2 separate regions of the Sus scrofa genome follow, and region 1 is linked to region 2. A link is a contact called in public Hi-C data. All regions are on one chromosome and are shown on one strand. Each heading gives the region's core, a stretch centred on a gene start, on an enhancer-like site or on the middle of the called end of the contact. The rest is flanking DNA. Distances are from core to core; before and after follow the strand shown.

Region 1 (4,315 bases), core at 354-2,853, 150 kb after region 2:
AGTTTTCTGCACACAATCCTACTTCTCCCAGCGACCTGCCCTACCAGAGATCAGCTGAGCCCAGTCTCAGGGCACTGGAGGTGGCCAGGCCAGGCAAGGGGGGCCTGACCCCTGAGACCCCAGGTGCACAGCTCCCTGCAGAGTCCTCCTGCCCGCCACCCTGGGCTTGGGCTTGGCCTCCGGGAAAAACAAAGGATCCAGAACTGGAATTGCACATCCAGGGCGCTGGGCTGCCAGGCAGGAGCCCCGCGGGGAGCACTCCTGGGGTGCGGTGAGTGTTTCTTGCCCGGGAATGTTTACCGGAGCTGAGTCAGCTGGCAGATGGAAGCTGAACTGGGGAGCGTCTGGCTGCACGAGGGGCTTGGAAAGGGGCTAGATCAGGCCCACGGCTGTGTCCTCAGAGCCTGTGGGAAGATGCTTCACCCCAGGGAAGATGCTTCGTTGACTTTTCTTCTAAGGCACCGCCCCGGGGAGGGGGCGCCTCTCCTTCACAAGCATCGCCGACCACCCGCGTTGAGGTGTAGTTTGGGGTGGGGGAGGGGTGACAGCGCCCGGAATGGGATCGCTGAGGTTGGCCTTTTGGAAATTCTTTCGTGGCCTCTCTTCTCTGCCCCACACTACCTGAATAGGTCAGTTCAAATCAACTAGAGGAGGAGTTATTGCTCGTGACCGTCAGCAGCCAGAGGTTCTGGTCCTCAGGCTGCCTGTCTCTTGCTGTGGGGCCTCGGCCATGCTCCTGAACCTCCCTAGGCCTCCACTCCACCTCCTTCAAATGACTGGATTGGGCAGGTGACCTCTAAGCATTATTTCCGACCTTAAGAGTCAGTAATTTATTATTATTTAATTTAGAAGTAATAGAAGATACGGTTCTTGCATTCAAGGAATACTGACTCTGGCTGAGGAAATGGTTCTTATGCTCGTGAGAGAAGTGCGCACCTTTGAAGACGGGACATTAGGAAGGGTTCCCTGTGTGGTCTGGTTAGTAAAGCTGTGAGGGTTCTGGAGGTGATTCACAAAGGAAGGCGGCCGGCCGGGTCCGCGGGGGCAAGTAGGTGCAGCCTTGCCATCTGTGTGGTCACCAGTGTATTTTGGGGGGAGGGCAACTGGTGGGGACCCTCTTAGATGTGGCCTTGCAAAGAGGTGGCATGTAAGCAAAGTGGGCTGCGTGTTGGTCCAAATTAGAAGTGACAGGCTCCGCAGTGAGACGTACCCGGAGAAGTCCCAGCGCTGTTACTGACTGTGAAATGCCCCGCCTCACTTTTCTCATCTTGAAAATAGCGCTGCTCTCATAAAACGGTTGTTATGACTTAATAAAATAAAGCGTGCAAAGTGTTTAGCACAATGCACGGTTGACAGTAAGAGCTCAATAAATGTTCACAGTAGCCTCGCTTTATGGCTTAGTATTTGCCCGGCACGACATCCCTGAGTTGGGCTGAAAATAATCCTGCCCCCTGCACTCATTTCACCCAGACATGGGTCAAAAAACTATGAGAATCTGGCAAATGCAGAGTTGGCCACCTTCCCAAAGGGACAAGCCAAGGTTCCCCGCCTTGGCGCCAGGGGCCACGTGGCTCAAAGGAGAGGTCTCTGAGGGCAGATAGATGGGGGTGGGGTTTAGGCGGACCTAGAGCGCCCATTGGCTTTCAGGGGCACAGGGCGGGGTCAGCCACCAGGTCCTGGGCAGGGGTGGGGGGGTGGGAGTGGTCATTCAGTGACAGCTCTTGGCTCAGTCTTTCCCAGGCAGTGGCAGGTGCTCACTGATCCTCCACAAGGAGCAGGGACGTGATAGCAGCTCCAGCCCTGTGCCATTTTTCATTGCCAGCTGTCAGCTTAAAAGACATCACCCCACCCTCTTCCCAGGACAGGAGAACCCAGTGCAGACCACAGGGCAAAAGAGGCTGCCAGGCTCGGGGGTGATGATGTGGGATTCCTATTTAATTTTTCTTGTTGCCCCACTTTCATAGGCTTTATGGATCACACTTAAAGTGAAAATCCAGACCAAAGTTACAAAGAATGAGGGTAAATAACCCAACCCAGTCTGCTGAGTTGAGTCAATACATGCATATTTTCTTTATAAGTATATGCAGAAGTAAACATGTGGCATAGCGCCTTATGTCCTAAATAAATTGGTAACATGAAAGCCTAAAATAAAACGCCAAAACCTTTACTACCTCCCTCCTTAAACATCCCAACCACCACCACCACTCTCCCCCCAACCCAAAATGGAAAGATTTAAGATGTTCTAAAGTAGACAGCTCCAGCGCGTCTGCAACATGGTTATTTTCTTTCAAAGCAATGGTTTGCACTTACCAACAGTGATTTATTTTTGTTTAGTGTGGGGGTTTGTTTCCCCTCTCGGTGTGATGAGCCTAAGTGAAAATTTTAGCGGGGGAAGGAATGTGGCCATCCTCCTGGAATTCAGAACTTCTCTGGGTTATCTCCTTTCTCCAAAGTTTGAGATTTCTTCCTCTCTTCCTCCCAGAAGCTCACCGTGGCGGCTGCTTTCCGAGAGTTTATGTGTAACTTCCTTCACTGCTGAGGCCAGGCTCTAGGTTAACTTCTGGAAGTATCTTTGGAAACTAATGCTCAGGCAAAACTCCAAGAAAAAGAGGCACATGGTGAGGAACTGACATAATTTTTTAACACCACAAGCAGCATATTTCTGTAGGCAACTGCAGCCAAAACAAGTTGCCAAGACCAATATTGATCTAGTCCTCCATCCAATCAACAAATGCCATTGTTTATAAGATATAATTTTTCTTGGTTAAAGTTCAAAGTTAAACTCCAAGGATTTTCAAAACTATAAAAATGAGAGGCTTTCATACCCTCAAAAAAAATTGCTGGCCAGTTTTCCTCCTTCATGGGTTTTCACAGTCACTATAAGAAACATAGCCAAGAAAACATTTTTGGGTCTTATTTTTTTTCCTCTGAACTCTGGTAGTTTTTAAAAGGAGGATTATGCTAAATATCTTCATAAAAGTCCCTTAAATCTTTGTACCCCTCCTGAAAACCATGGCATGTCAGCTGCACAGGTGACTACGGTTTGCTTTTCTGCTCCAGGGCTGCCCACCTGCCGAATTCTGTAGATCAATTCAGATTTTTCCAGGTTTACATTCAAGCAGCCCTCTCCCTTTCTACCCCTCCGTTTTAATGTGGAAATGACAGAGCCTTTTCTAAGCCCTTTGGAGAAGGCAGAGGATTCTGTGGCCCACGTCTGATTCTGAAATGGAAAACCTTAGCGAGTAAATGGTGAGCAGATGGTGCTTTGCAAACCAGTTCCTCGTGGTTCTTCTAGATCTAGAGGGGTGTCCCCTTCTGGGAGCTGGTGTCAGCGACAAACAGATGAGCTTTAAAATGTGAAACTAGGGTGGGATAATAATTAGATTTGTTAGATCTCAAGGTGGGCATCTTTTCCTTAAAAAAAATAAAAAGTTCAGGGAGTTTCCTTTGAGGCTCAGTGGGTTAAGAACCAACTCGTATCCATGAGGTTGCGGGTTCTATCCCTGGCCTCGCTCAGTGGGTTAAGGATCTAGCATTGCCACAAACTTTGGTGTAGGTCGCAGATGTAATTTGGACCTGGCGTTGCTGTGGCTGCGGCGGCAGCTCCAGCTCTGATTTGACCCCCAGCCCAGGGACTTCCATACGTGTCAGGTGCAGCCATAAAAAGAAAAAAAAAATTAGAGTTTTAAGGTGCAGCCTAAAAAGAAAATAAATAAATTTAGAGTTTTAACAGGGGCCATATCTTCTTAGTGTGCTAAGAGCTTCCACAGACACTACCTCCTACGGTCTTCACAGTAGCCCTGCAGGCCGGGCAGAAATGATCATTCCCATCCTATTAGGTGAGGAAACCAGGGTTTCAAGACCAAGGATGATTTGAACAAGGCATGAAATCCACATGGCAGGGCTGGGATTCAAGCTCAACAGAGTAATAACAATAATAATAAGTATAATGCTTTCTACATGCTCAGCTCTGTTCTAAGTGCTTTATGTGAGTTAACCCGTATTAATTCTCAAAACCTCCAGTAAGATAGATATGACTGTTTTCACTATCTTACAGATAAAAATCACTTAAGCACAGAGAGGTTGAATCATTCACCTAAGGTCACACAGCTAAAAAGTGGCAGAGCTAGGATTCAAACTCTGGCCATTCAAACTTAAGCAGCCTCCTGGAACAGTAGCTGCAGCTCCAGGTCTCAGGGCAGCACACCCTCTGAAGTGCAGAAAAGAGGCTGGCCCATCGATTGACTGGCCAGGAACACATGAATAGACAGATACCAGAAGAGGTCACCATCCAATACCTTCCCATAATGAAATA
Region 2 (4,786 bases), core at 473-2,972:
AACAACAAAACAAAACAAACAACCACAAAAAAACATACTAGTTTTGTTTAAGATCCGTCCCTCAATGGCAGTTACCCTGGTGTTTATAGTGGGTCAGCTGGGCTACCCTGAAGTTAACTTTCCTAAATCCCTTTCCAGCTGGGCCTTGAGAGACATCTTTGCCTGGGATTTGGAGGCAGATGGCAAGCCCAGCAGGTTGGCAGGGGAGAGGGGAGGGCATCAGACTCACCTCATTGTCAGGGAGTAGTGGCCAGGCCCGAAGCTGCCTCACCTTTGCCTCGCTCCTCCTTTGGCTTCTCCAAGGCCAGCCACAAAGGGCCCTGCTTCTCTCATAGGACATCAAGGTCAAGGGTCATGAGAACCCATGGCATGTGTTTCCGTCCATCCCTGTGGTGTCCAGCTTGTCCTTGCTTTTTCCCACATTGCATCCATCTTCTCTCACCCACCTCCTGCACTGCGGACCTTGAAGCTGCAGCATCACATGCGAGGACCGCAGTCCTGCAGAGATGGGTTGATGCTTTCTCTGTGGCAGAAGTCCCATTCCGACCGCAAATCCAATTCCACATGGATGTGGGACCCTTGAAAAGTGGTTCTAGTGGTTCTGGGTTAAATCCTGACTGATACAGATACCAAAGCCCAGATCCAGAATGAACTTTAGTTGGTCTGAACCGACCACGGGGTTCCTCGCCCCCTTGCTGGTCATAAGTTCAGGTGTGGTCACATGACCTGGTTCTACCCTGTGACATGACAGGAAATCCAGTTGGAGGCTTCCGGCAAAGGCTCCCTTGCTATGCAAGAGACACGCGCACAAAGACGGAGCTCTTCTTCTACTGGACATTATCCGGATAACATGGTTGGAATCGAGGCGGCTGTTATAACCATGTTGGGACATTAGCCAAAGAACCAAGTATGAGGATCAAGAGAGGAAAGATGAAAAGAACGTGTATTCTTGATGATATTGTTGAGCTGATGAATTAACCCTCCTCGAAGCTGCCTCCCTGGAGTTCCCGCTATGGGAGATGATAGATTTTCTCATGGTTGAATCACTTGGTGGTGGTGGTGGGGTCTGTATCTTGCAGGCAAAATACACCCCAGTCCAATTCCCAACCCCCAAAGAAGCCTCAGAGTTTCTTCTTGCAATGGATCTCCAATTTTCCATCCACTGGAGTTTCCTAGTGTCTCAGCCAATTAAGGATCCGACATTGTCCCTGCTGTGGGGAGGGTTAGATCCCTGGCCTGGGAATTTCTGCATGCCATAAGTGCAGCCAAACACAAAATAAAACAAAACAAAAAACACATACTTAGATTCGAAGTTTCCATCTACCATGTGCTTTTCCGAAAGAGAAGTGGGCAGCTTGGAGTGAACCTGGTATCTGGCCTCCCCATGCTTGGTCGTCTCATCAGAGAGAATGGACAGGAACACATCAGCAATCAACAGAGTAAGCCATAGAATTAGGATTACCAAAATGATTTCCAGATTATAGCCCAGGGAAGTATGGGATAAGACTATAATTATAGTGGTTATGATAATCAGGTTTATCAATAGGATTGCAACCAGCAGAAAGCCCCATTCGAATTGGCTATACCATTGTGCCTGCTTTTTACCTTTCTCCTCTCATCCTTCAGCTCACCCTTTTCACTCTGTGATGCTGGTCTGGTCCCCGGCACCCCCTTTTCACAGACTGTCTATGAGATTCCGCCAACAGGGGGCACCAGAGGGACACCGGGAGGTGGGAGAAAAGGAGAAGGGCTTCATTTCTTTCTTTCAGTTCCTGGTAGTGTCTCTCCAGCAAGAGTAGACAGTGGGCTCCACTTCCCAGCTCCTTTTGCTGCTCCCAGAGCCTCCTCACCACGTCCTGCAGAGGGACTGGAGCTGACCACCAGCCATGGCCCCTTGGGAGGGGCTTCCTCATCTCCCGGCCCGTGTGCTCTGGGGCATCAGACCAACCCCTGGTACCTCCTTGCGGATGTAAGCACCTATCAAGTCTCTCCCCCTCCTCAGTGATCTGAGAACTTCAAGGGTCTGAATGTGAGCAGGGCAGATTCCCCTCCACGAGCCCAGCACCAGTCTCATGAGACCCCCTCCAAGGCCCCAAGCTCTGAACTACCCTCTACCCCCTCTTCTGCTGACCTCAGGAGTTATTAATCTCTGAGTTACCTCAGCATCCTCTTTTTGATCTCTCCCTTGTGTAACAAATTCTTTTATTAACTCCCTGTGTTTTGAAATATCTGGTGTGGTTTCTCTTTTCCTGACTAGACCCCAACTGATAGAGTAAATTTATTGGATCATGTAACCCCAAAGTCCAGACTGAGAACAGTCTCCAGGCACAATTCGTTCCAGGGGATCTGAATCTTATTAGGGCTCCTTTCTGTTTTCTAACATTTTCCCGGTGCTGATCTCTTCTGGATGTGGGTTGTTTTGAGCATGGCTATCTTCCAGGTAGCAAAAGTGGCTGTAGCAACTCCATTCCCCATACAGATAAGCCATACTGCCTCTGAGCAAAAGAGAATGCCTTTGTCCCCAGTTTCTAAATCAGAGCCCTGAACTTCATTTTGCTTGCACTGGCTTTGGTCATTTGCCCAAAGTGGAACCAATCACAGTGGCCAAGGCCTGGGCTCATTGATTGGCTAGATCACGTGTTCTCTTCCTAAAGCTGGGTGGTGTAACTTCCATGGAGATACAGGGCCCACCAACGGGAATCAGGGCTCCTGGGAAGTTGCAGAACGATGCTGATGAGATCAATAGGCACCTGTCCCATGCACTTCTCAGACTGTCCAGGGCAGCCCCAACTTCACATTTCTCTTGTGGTTTTTATAAATACCTTTTAAAATGTAAAGCCAAATGCATAGTGATGGCTTTTTAGATGCAAGACCAAAGGGATGCTCCTGAAAGAAATAATTGATAAGCTGAACTCCATTAAATTTAAAAACTATTCTATGAAAGACACAGAATGAGAAGACAAATCACAGACTGGGAGAGAATACTTGCAAAAGCAGTTTCCATCGTGGCTCAGTGGAAACAAATCTAACTAGTATCCATGAGGACTCAGGTTCGATCCGTGGCCTCACTCAGGGGGTTCAGGATCTGGCGTTGCCGTGAGCTGTGGTGTAGGTCGCAGAGGTGGCTCAGGTCTGGCTTTGCTGTGGCTGTGGCATAGGCCGGCAGCTGCAGCTCCATTTCAACCCCTAGCCTGCGAACCTCCATATGCCATGGGCGTGGCCCTAAAAAGACAAAAAAATAAAAATAAGAAAATGCTTGCAAAAGGGCATCGTGAAAAGGACTGCAATGCAAAATTTACAAAGAACACTTAGAACTCGAAAATAAGAAAACAACCCCATCAAAAAATGGATTCAAGACCTTCAGAGACACTTTACCAAAGAAGATATGAAGATGGCAATCAAGCATATGAAGAGATGCTCCACAGCACACCATGTCATTATCTGGGAAATGCAAGTTAAAACATTGTCATTGCACACCTATTAGAACCACCAACATCCAAAACACTGACACCAAATGCTGGCGAGGCTGTGGAGCAATGGAGCAAACTCCCAACCTTTGCTGGTGGGAATGCAAAACGGTACAGCCACTTTGGCAGAGAACTGGGCAGTTTCTTACGATGTGAAACACACTCTTATCACACAATCCAGCAGTTGTGCTCCTTGGCGTTTCCCTAAGGGAGGGGAAAACTTACGTCCACACAAAAACCTGTGCACGTGTTTATAGCAGCTTTATTCCTAACTGCCCAAACTTGGGAGTTCCCATTGTGATGCAGTGAAAAATGAATCCAGCAAGTATTCATGAGGATGTAGGTCCGATCCCTGGCCTCCCTCAATGGGTTGGGCATTGCCGTGAGCTACAGTGTAGGTCGCAGACACAGCTCGGATCCTGTGTTGTTGTGGCTGTGGCATAGACAGACAGCTGTAGCTCCAATTAGACCCCTAGCCTGGGAACTTCCATATGCCGAGGATGTGGCCCTAAAAATAATTAAAAAAAAAAAAAGAGCATGATGGCCAAAACTTAGAAGCAACCCAGATGCCCTTCGGTAGGTGAATGAATAAAGAAACCACGGTATATCCAGGCAGTAAAATATTATTTCGCCCTGAGAAGAAATAAGCTATCGAGCCATGAGAAGACACAAGGAGCATTACATGCATGTTGCAAAGCAAGGAAGACAATCCAAAAGGGCTACATACTGTGTGATTCCAACCACACAACATTCTGGGGAAGACAAAAGGAGGAAGACAGTCAAAAGATGTGTGATTCTTAGGGGTAGGAGGGGAGAGGTGAACAGACAGAGCACGGAGGAAGTTTAGGGCAGCAAATCTACTCTGTGTGACATTATAATGGTCGATACATGGCTTTGTACACCGTCCAAACCCATAGAATGTACAGCACCAAGAGTTAACCCTAAGGTGGACCGTGGACGTTGCACTTGTCATCGTGTGTCAATGCAGGTCCGTCAGTTGTAACAAGGGTACCACTCTGCTGGGGATGTTGATAATGGGGAGACCAGGCCTGTATGAGAGCAGGGGGCTACGGGAAATCTCTACCTCCCTCTCACATGCACCGTGAACCTCAAACTGCCCTGAAAAATTAGTCTTTAAAATAAGGAGTTCCCATTCTGGCTCAGCGGGTTAAGAACCCTGTGTTGTTTCCGTGAGGGTATGGGTTCAATCCCAGGCCTCTCTCCATGGGTTAAGGATCTGGAGTTGCTGTGAGCTGCGGCGTATTTGTGAATGTGGCTCAGATCTGGCATTGCTGTGGCTGTGGTGGAGGTGGGCCGCT

The links. Hi-C and Micro-C count contacts between places; a contact is called where the count stands out from the background.
Region 1: a contact with region 2 is called in a Hi-C map of skeletal muscle, with 4 times the contacts expected there. The contact joins two enhancer-like sites. A contact is called at or near these places in 2 of 47 Hi-C or Micro-C datasets (embryonic fibroblasts and skeletal muscle) and 1 of 2 datasets of contacts at active chromatin or transcription factors (alveolar macrophages).

What each region holds. Positions count from the first base shown.
Region 1 is chr8:19,971,703-19,976,017 of Sscrofa11.1, forward strand. The region is part of intron 1 of RBPJ (recombining binding protein suppressor of hairless); the gene reads left to right. Among named protein-coding and RNA genes, the nearest start is that of RBPJ, 41 kb to the left of the region's middle. Within about 2 kb of position 1,604, at least 15 of the 83 cell types and tissues checked have an H3K27ac peak or open chromatin away from gene starts, as enhancers often do. A contact at or near this core is called in skeletal muscle, where this site is marked.
Region 2 is chr8:19,822,254-19,827,039 of Sscrofa11.1, forward strand. No RefSeq gene overlaps it. Among named protein-coding and RNA genes, the nearest start is that of RBPJ, 110 kb to the right of the region's middle. Within about 2 kb of position 1,723, at least 12 of the 83 cell types and tissues checked have an H3K27ac peak or open chromatin away from gene starts, as enhancers often do. A contact at or near this core is called in skeletal muscle, where this site is marked.